Linked DNA regions of Mus musculus: region 2 is linked to region 1. The links are chromatin contacts, called in public HiChIP or PLAC-seq maps. All regions are on one chromosome and are shown on one strand. Each heading gives the region's core, a stretch centred on a gene start, on an enhancer-like site or on the middle of the called end of the contact. The rest is flanking DNA. Distances are from core to core; before and after follow the strand shown.

What was found. HiChIP or PLAC-seq counts read pairs in DNA pulled down with a chosen protein or histone mark.
Region 2: a contact with region 1 is called in an H3K27ac HiChIP or PLAC-seq map of T-cell acute lymphoblastic leukemia, with 2.1 times the contacts expected there. The contact joins two enhancer-like sites.

Annotation. Positions count from the first base shown.
Region 1 is chr1:35,651,767-35,655,029 of GRCm38.p6, reverse strand. No RefSeq gene overlaps it. Among named protein-coding and RNA genes, the nearest start is that of Gm25634, 110 kb to the left of the region's middle. Within about 2 kb of position 1,524, at least 57 of the 459 cell types and tissues checked have an H3K27ac peak or open chromatin away from gene starts, as enhancers often do. A contact at or near this core is called in T-cell acute lymphoblastic leukemia, where this site is marked.
Region 2 is chr1:36,147,981-36,151,004 of GRCm38.p6, reverse strand. Uggt1 (UDP-glucose glycoprotein glucosyltransferase 1) reads left to right here. Exons shown (of 41, transcript NM_198899.2): 38 at 846-960. Among named protein-coding and RNA genes, the nearest start is that of Mir6897, 5.2 kb to the right of the region's middle. Within about 2 kb of position 1,419, at least 36 of the 459 cell types and tissues checked have an H3K27ac peak or open chromatin away from gene starts, as enhancers often do. A contact at or near this core is called in T-cell acute lymphoblastic leukemia, where this site is marked.

The DNA of each region.
Region 1 (3,263 bases), core at 275-2,774:
CTAGTCACTCATAACATGAGTTGCTGTCAGTGGACATATTTATAAAATGCTAGTACCTGAGTCCCACCTCAGAGACCGCGCTTATGGATTGTGAGAGAGCAGGCATCTGGATTTCTAAAGTTCCTAGCAGTTCACTGGGAAGAGATTGAAAGACCTGTCCCTTAGACTCTAGAGTCGTGGATCCGGCAGGCCCTTCCTCCTGGGAGCCTGAACTGGGTTCACTTTGTCTCTTTTGTGCACAGAATTGTCTGTTCTCTATTCTTTAAAGAAAAATGCAGATCATCTTTCAGGCCTGCTTTCTCAAGAAGTCGTCTTCTGGCCACCTAGCCTGTTTGGTCTCTTTGTTGTTGAAGTGGTTGGTGTTAACTTCAAAGTCACTCACAGGGCCTGCTGTAAGCCTCTAAACTAAAAGGCAGAGAGCAGAAAGCACAGCACCCGGGAGCTCATGAACTATCCAGAATTCGTGTTGGAATTAACACTGACATGCACTAAAATTTCACTAACATGACTAGAATATAATGCTTTTGTGCTGTTTTTCCCCTTTTTTACATTATATATATTATATTAGCATATATTAATTGTAGATAACAATGAGCATTATAATATTGTTATACATGTATATAGTGCATTGTGATCATAGTCACTCCCTACTATTCTCTTAACCCTTCTCACCCTCACTGCCCCCTCCTACTCTCACTGCCCCCTCCCATTCTCACTGACCCCTCCCAATCTGCCTGGCCCCTCCCATTGGCCCTCCCACTCTCACTGACCTCTCCTACTCTAGTGGTCCCTCCCGCTCTCCCTGACCCTTCCCATGTTCACTGACTCCTACTCTTAATGATCTTCTTTCTCTGCTCAATTAGTTCACTTCTGCTTTCATCTCCTTTTCTTTTGATAAACCATGAGTTTCATTAGGGCTATTACAATCACATGCAGTTTTTCCTTATAGTACTAGTTTCCACGTGATTCCTTTTCTTGTATTTTCACTATTGTGTATTTGTATTTAACTATTTAATTAATTAATTAATTATATTTTTATTTTATATATTTATTTTAATTATTCTTATTTAGTTATTCTTAACGACCTCAGTGATCTGTGATTGTTTTGCTTTGCTTTGGAGGCAGGACCTTCATGTATCACTGTGTAGCCAAGGATGATCTTGAATTTCTGATCTACCTGCCTTCCCCTCCTCGTGGTGGTCATAGGTGTGCAGATTACAATGTGTCCTATCACACCACGTTTATCAGCTGCTGGGGATCGCATTAAGGGCTTCGTGCCTGCTAGGCAAGCACCCCACCAGCTGCGCACCCTTCCCTGGCTCATTTAACAATATCTCGATCAATATGGAAAGCAGCGTGTATTTCAGGTTTTATAATAAATAATAGAAGCAACTGTTGTTGTGGAGTATCCGCCAGAGACTACTTAGACATGGATTTAAGCCAATAGCAAGTCTTTATCTGCCAACTGGCAACTACACCGGGTGTTTGGGGCCCCGGTTTAGCTCTGAGCCTTTCTCAGGGTGAGCTTTTAAAGCATGAAACCACATCCTGGGTTGACACACCTCAGTTAGCAAGAACAGTAAGCCAGAAGCAGAACTACAGAAGCCAAAAAGCAAGGTTAGTGCATTTACAGACTTTCCCAGAGCTATGGACTTTGATGGATTAGGTCTTTGTTCTCATTTTGGCAGGTGGTGCTGTCTAAGTGCTGAGTTTTATGGCTTCAATGGTACTTCTGTCGTGGAGTCAGTTGTGCTAAGGTCTGGGAGCCTGTTACAGTGTCACTTCCATTTCATCAGTAAGAATGGTGAGGAAAAGCTAAATGGGGAATAGAAGCAAAAAGAAATAGATAAGGAAGCAAAATCAGTGGAAATCTCACAGGTGTGCAGAGCGGATCTGAGATTTAGACCCAGCTGTGTTTGGTCCTGATGCTTTCATATCTGCATATTTGGCTTCTAAATTTTAACTACGATTGATGACTCATTGCTGGTTTTAATGACTCCCTTTTAATGAACAAGAACTGTGCACTTGGCTCAATCACTGGTCTCTCAAAAGTCAGTGCAGTGAAACAAAAACCTGTCCCAGATTCCCCAAGACAGGCACCTACTGCTTGCTGCATCATAGTAGGATCATCTGTGGCCCTAGCACCTGTTCAGTTGGATCTTGTGTCTGCCTGTAGCTTTCCCCATCATCAGGGAACTTGGAAGAAAGGATCCAGGTTACAAGATGTCAGGGATCTCAAGACCTTCTCCTTTTACTCCTCATAGAACTGTGGCTTCCAGCCTCTTCTCTTTCCAGCTTACCCGATCTTTGCCTCCTTCTAGCTCTTCTTTCTGAATGGTCTCCTTGACATATATGCATGCATGTATGTATAGTAGTTTCAAGAAGACTATATATGTATGTCTCTTTGAAACTATGTATGTACTATGTATGTATGTATGTATGTATGTATGTATGTATGTATAGTAGTTTCATGTTTGAAAAGCTAACCACTCAGTGGACAGATCCTAAGATGGGTGACCATGCTCTGTGGGAGTGGGAAAGCATGACTGTGCCTTCCAGTTCAGCAATGATTTTCACACCACCCTCCACTTTCTAATTCCATCTAACATTCCAGGTGGAGGCCATAACTGTAGTGCATGGACGGGGAGACATGTTGCAGATGGAGAGGAGCTCCACGGGACCGTCACAGCTCAGAATGCTAACCTTGCAGTGTAATTTTAGAGGGTGGTGGTGGGGGATGAATATGTTTTTGGAGCAGTGACCATCACTGTGGTTCATACCATGTTTTATCAGAATTCCCCGTATGGAGTCATGCAGAAGCACTTACTACGGTAAAGGGAAGTGTCATGTGTGAGTGTGACATGTTTTCCATGGGCTCACAGGTTTGAACACTTGGTCCCTAGGCTGGTGGCACTGTTTGGGAAGGTTATGGAACCTTTAGAGGAAGAGCTCTCAATGAGGAAGCATCTCACTGCAAGCGGGCTTTGAGTTTTCTGTGCTCTTCCTGCTCTGAGACTGCCCAGGCTGTGTGGCAAGCTGGCCTCATGCTTCTGTCCTGGCACCTTCCCTACAATGTATCCTTATAGAGCCGTGAGCCAAGGTAGACCCCTCTCCCTTCAGCCATCTCCTCCAGGGTATTTTATTGTAGCTACAGAGACATATTTAATAGAGGGATAGTGGTTCTGAGTGGACTTGAGAGGACAGAGGTATGGGAGGGGAGCCTTCACCATTATCACCACCATGACTACCAGCACCATCTAATG
Region 2 (3,024 bases), core at 170-2,669, 500 kb before region 1:
AAAGAAAAGATTGACTTATTTTATGTGTATGAGTATTTTGCCTGCATGAAGGCCAGAAGATGTCAGAGTCCCTGAAACTGGAGTTACAGAAGATGGTGAGCCACTGTGTGCATGAAGGGAACCAAACTCTGATCCTCTAGAAGGGTAGCCAGGGCTCCTAACCTCTGCGACAATCCTCAGGGCCCTAAGTAACTCCTTGTTAAAATGAGCACACACAGAGATGAATGATGGCTGCGGTGACTTCAGTTTTATTCCGTGTTTCTTGGCTGCAGAGAATTGGAACCCTGCCTGCTCCTCTCCTGTTATCTTAAGATGTCGTCAGGATAGTGGTGGCAAATTGTTATCATTTATCAGTTTCAGTGATCTTTATCACTGGATCTTTTGAGTTAGCCAGATTTCTTTTTGTCTTTCTTATATTTATTTTATGTGTGTGAATATACTGTTGCTCTCTTCAGACACACCAGAAGAGGGCATCAGATCCCATTACAGATGGTTGTGAGCCACCATGTGGCTGCTGGGAATTGAACTCAGGTTCTCTGGAAGAGCAGTCAGTGCTCTTAACCACCAAGCCATCTCTCCAGCCCCTAGATAGAAATCTTGCCTCAGAAATTAGTTTCCTTGTAAGACAACAAAATAAAAAGCTGGCCAAAGTGAGCCGTCAGAGCAGGCCATAGCCTGCAGGTGTGTGATCCTCTTGGCCATGTGCATGCGCCCTCTGCGGCATCTTCCACTCTCTCTCTGGGACACTGGCCTGTTCCATCCATGACCTCTCCCACCATTCAGTTGGGTTCATTGTTGACATCAATTGATGGTTTGTCTGTAACAAGTGTCTCCTCTCCACTCAGTGCGCTGTATGTCGTGGATCTGAAGAAGTTTAGGAAAATAGCTGCTGGAGACAGACTCAGGGGACAGTACCAAGGTCTGAGCCAGGATCCCAACAGTCTTTCAAATCTTGATCAAGTAAGTGACCGTTGACATTACACATACAAGTATGCCATTTGTGTCTGAAAATGAAGTAGTGTTTGTGTGCTTTCTCAGAACTGAACTATTTCTTCATGGAAAGTATGTGAGTGTGAGTGTGAGTGAGTGTGTGTGTGTGTGTGTGTGTGAGAGAGAGAGAGAGACTTGTCTGATCCCAAAGGCTCTGAGACTGTCAAAAAGCTCAGAATTTACACTAAAAAGTAGTAAAATTTTCTAGCCCTGACTGCCCTCCATGTCAGAACTTTCAGGAAGGCTTGCTGAATAACTTTTCCAATAACAAGCATTTTCAGAAGTAAAATTACAGGTTTGTTTCGTTTGGGTTTGTGTTCTGTTTATTTGTCTTTATGTGCATGGGTGTTTTGCCTGCATGTAGGTCTATGCACTGTATGTGCAGTGCTCCCAGAGACCAGGAGAGGGAGTCTCAATCACCCTGAGCTGGAGTGACAGACAGGTGTTAGAGCAGCCAGGGCTCCTACCCTCACCCTTCTCCTCAGCCCCAGTTGTAGCTTTAAGTGTTTTAGATATCTACTGTCAATCTGCTGCTGCAGCTGCTGTTTTGAGACCAGGTAGCACTTAGTAGCCTTGGCTGGCCTGGAACTCTCTTTGTAGACAGGGCTGGTCTAGAGATCCACCAGCCTCTGCCTCCGTAGTGCTGAGATTAAAGGCATGAGCCACAATACCCAGCTTGTTTAAAGTCTTTCTTAAAATATGTTGTTGTTTATTGTGATATGTAGCATCCATTAAAAGAATCCATCTTCAGGTGTATCAAGGAGTCACTACAAAGCCAAGGCTATAACCAGAGCCCCGTGCGTCAGGAGCATGTCACTCCTGATAGCAGACTGCTGCCCTGCTCCCTGACTGTGGCAGGCAGGAGGCAGCCCACTTGCCACTCTGTAGACTCTACTGAGCCTGCTGTCTAGCCTGGACACCATGCTTCTATTTAGCCTCTTGGCCTCTGCTGACCTGGGGATGTGTTCCCTCTACTCACTTTCCTTTGTAGTTTTGTGCCCTTCACCAGCCGTTCCCCATTCTATCTCTTCCTTCCTGTAGAGCTTCCTGCAGCTAACCACCTTCACTCAGCTCGCCCCCCCACCCTGCTCAATCTTAGTAGTTTATTATTTTAGTCTTTTGTCCTTTGTTCTTTGTGTTTCCTGTCTAGTTAGTTTAGTCTTCTGTTTGTCCTTCATTTTAATTAACATATTTGCTTCCATTTTAGTATTTTTTGTTTTCAGTCTGTGCTGGAATCCTCTGTCCTTTATCTTTAGCAGCTGTCTCATGCAGAGTGACAGTTTGCACTGCCAGGTCTTTGACCCACCTGCTGGCTCTCATCTCATGACCTCTGAGCATATGACTGCTTTTGTTCATGTTTTCTCTCAGCTGTTTCTTTTCTTTATTTTTTTCCTTTTATTGAAAATAATTTTCCCCCTCACATAATATATCCCGATTCCAGTTTCCCGTTCCTTCCCCTCCTCACATTGGATTCACCTGCTTTCTGTCTCTCAGTAGAAAATAGCATCTAAGGGATAATAATAGAATACAGAATAAAAAGATAAAACAAAAGCTAACACATTCAGAATTGAACAAAACAAACAGGAGGAAAAGAAAAGGCACAAGAATCAGAAACCCACTCATTTATTTGCACACTCAGGAATCACATAAAGACCCTAAACTGGGAGCCATGATATGTATGGCTGTAAGACTGTGTTATATTATAAAGTATATTATGTATAATTATTATCTTCCCGCAGAGTAGAAAGTGCAGGTTCAGCAGTATCTAAAGTTTATTTTGTTGACGGTTTGATGAAGGAAATTGTCTCAGTTACTTTTCATTCCTATTTCTGTGAGAAAACACTATGCCCAAGGCCATTGATAAAGCCTTTAACTGCGCCTATGGTTTCAGAGAGTTAGAGGCCTTGATGGCAGGGCAAAAAAACCACGGCAGCAGAAACAGCTGAGCGCTCACATCTTTACTATAAGTGGGAGATGGAGAGAGATACCAGGAATGGTGTAGGTCTTTTGAAATGTCGCAGTCTGCCCCCAGTG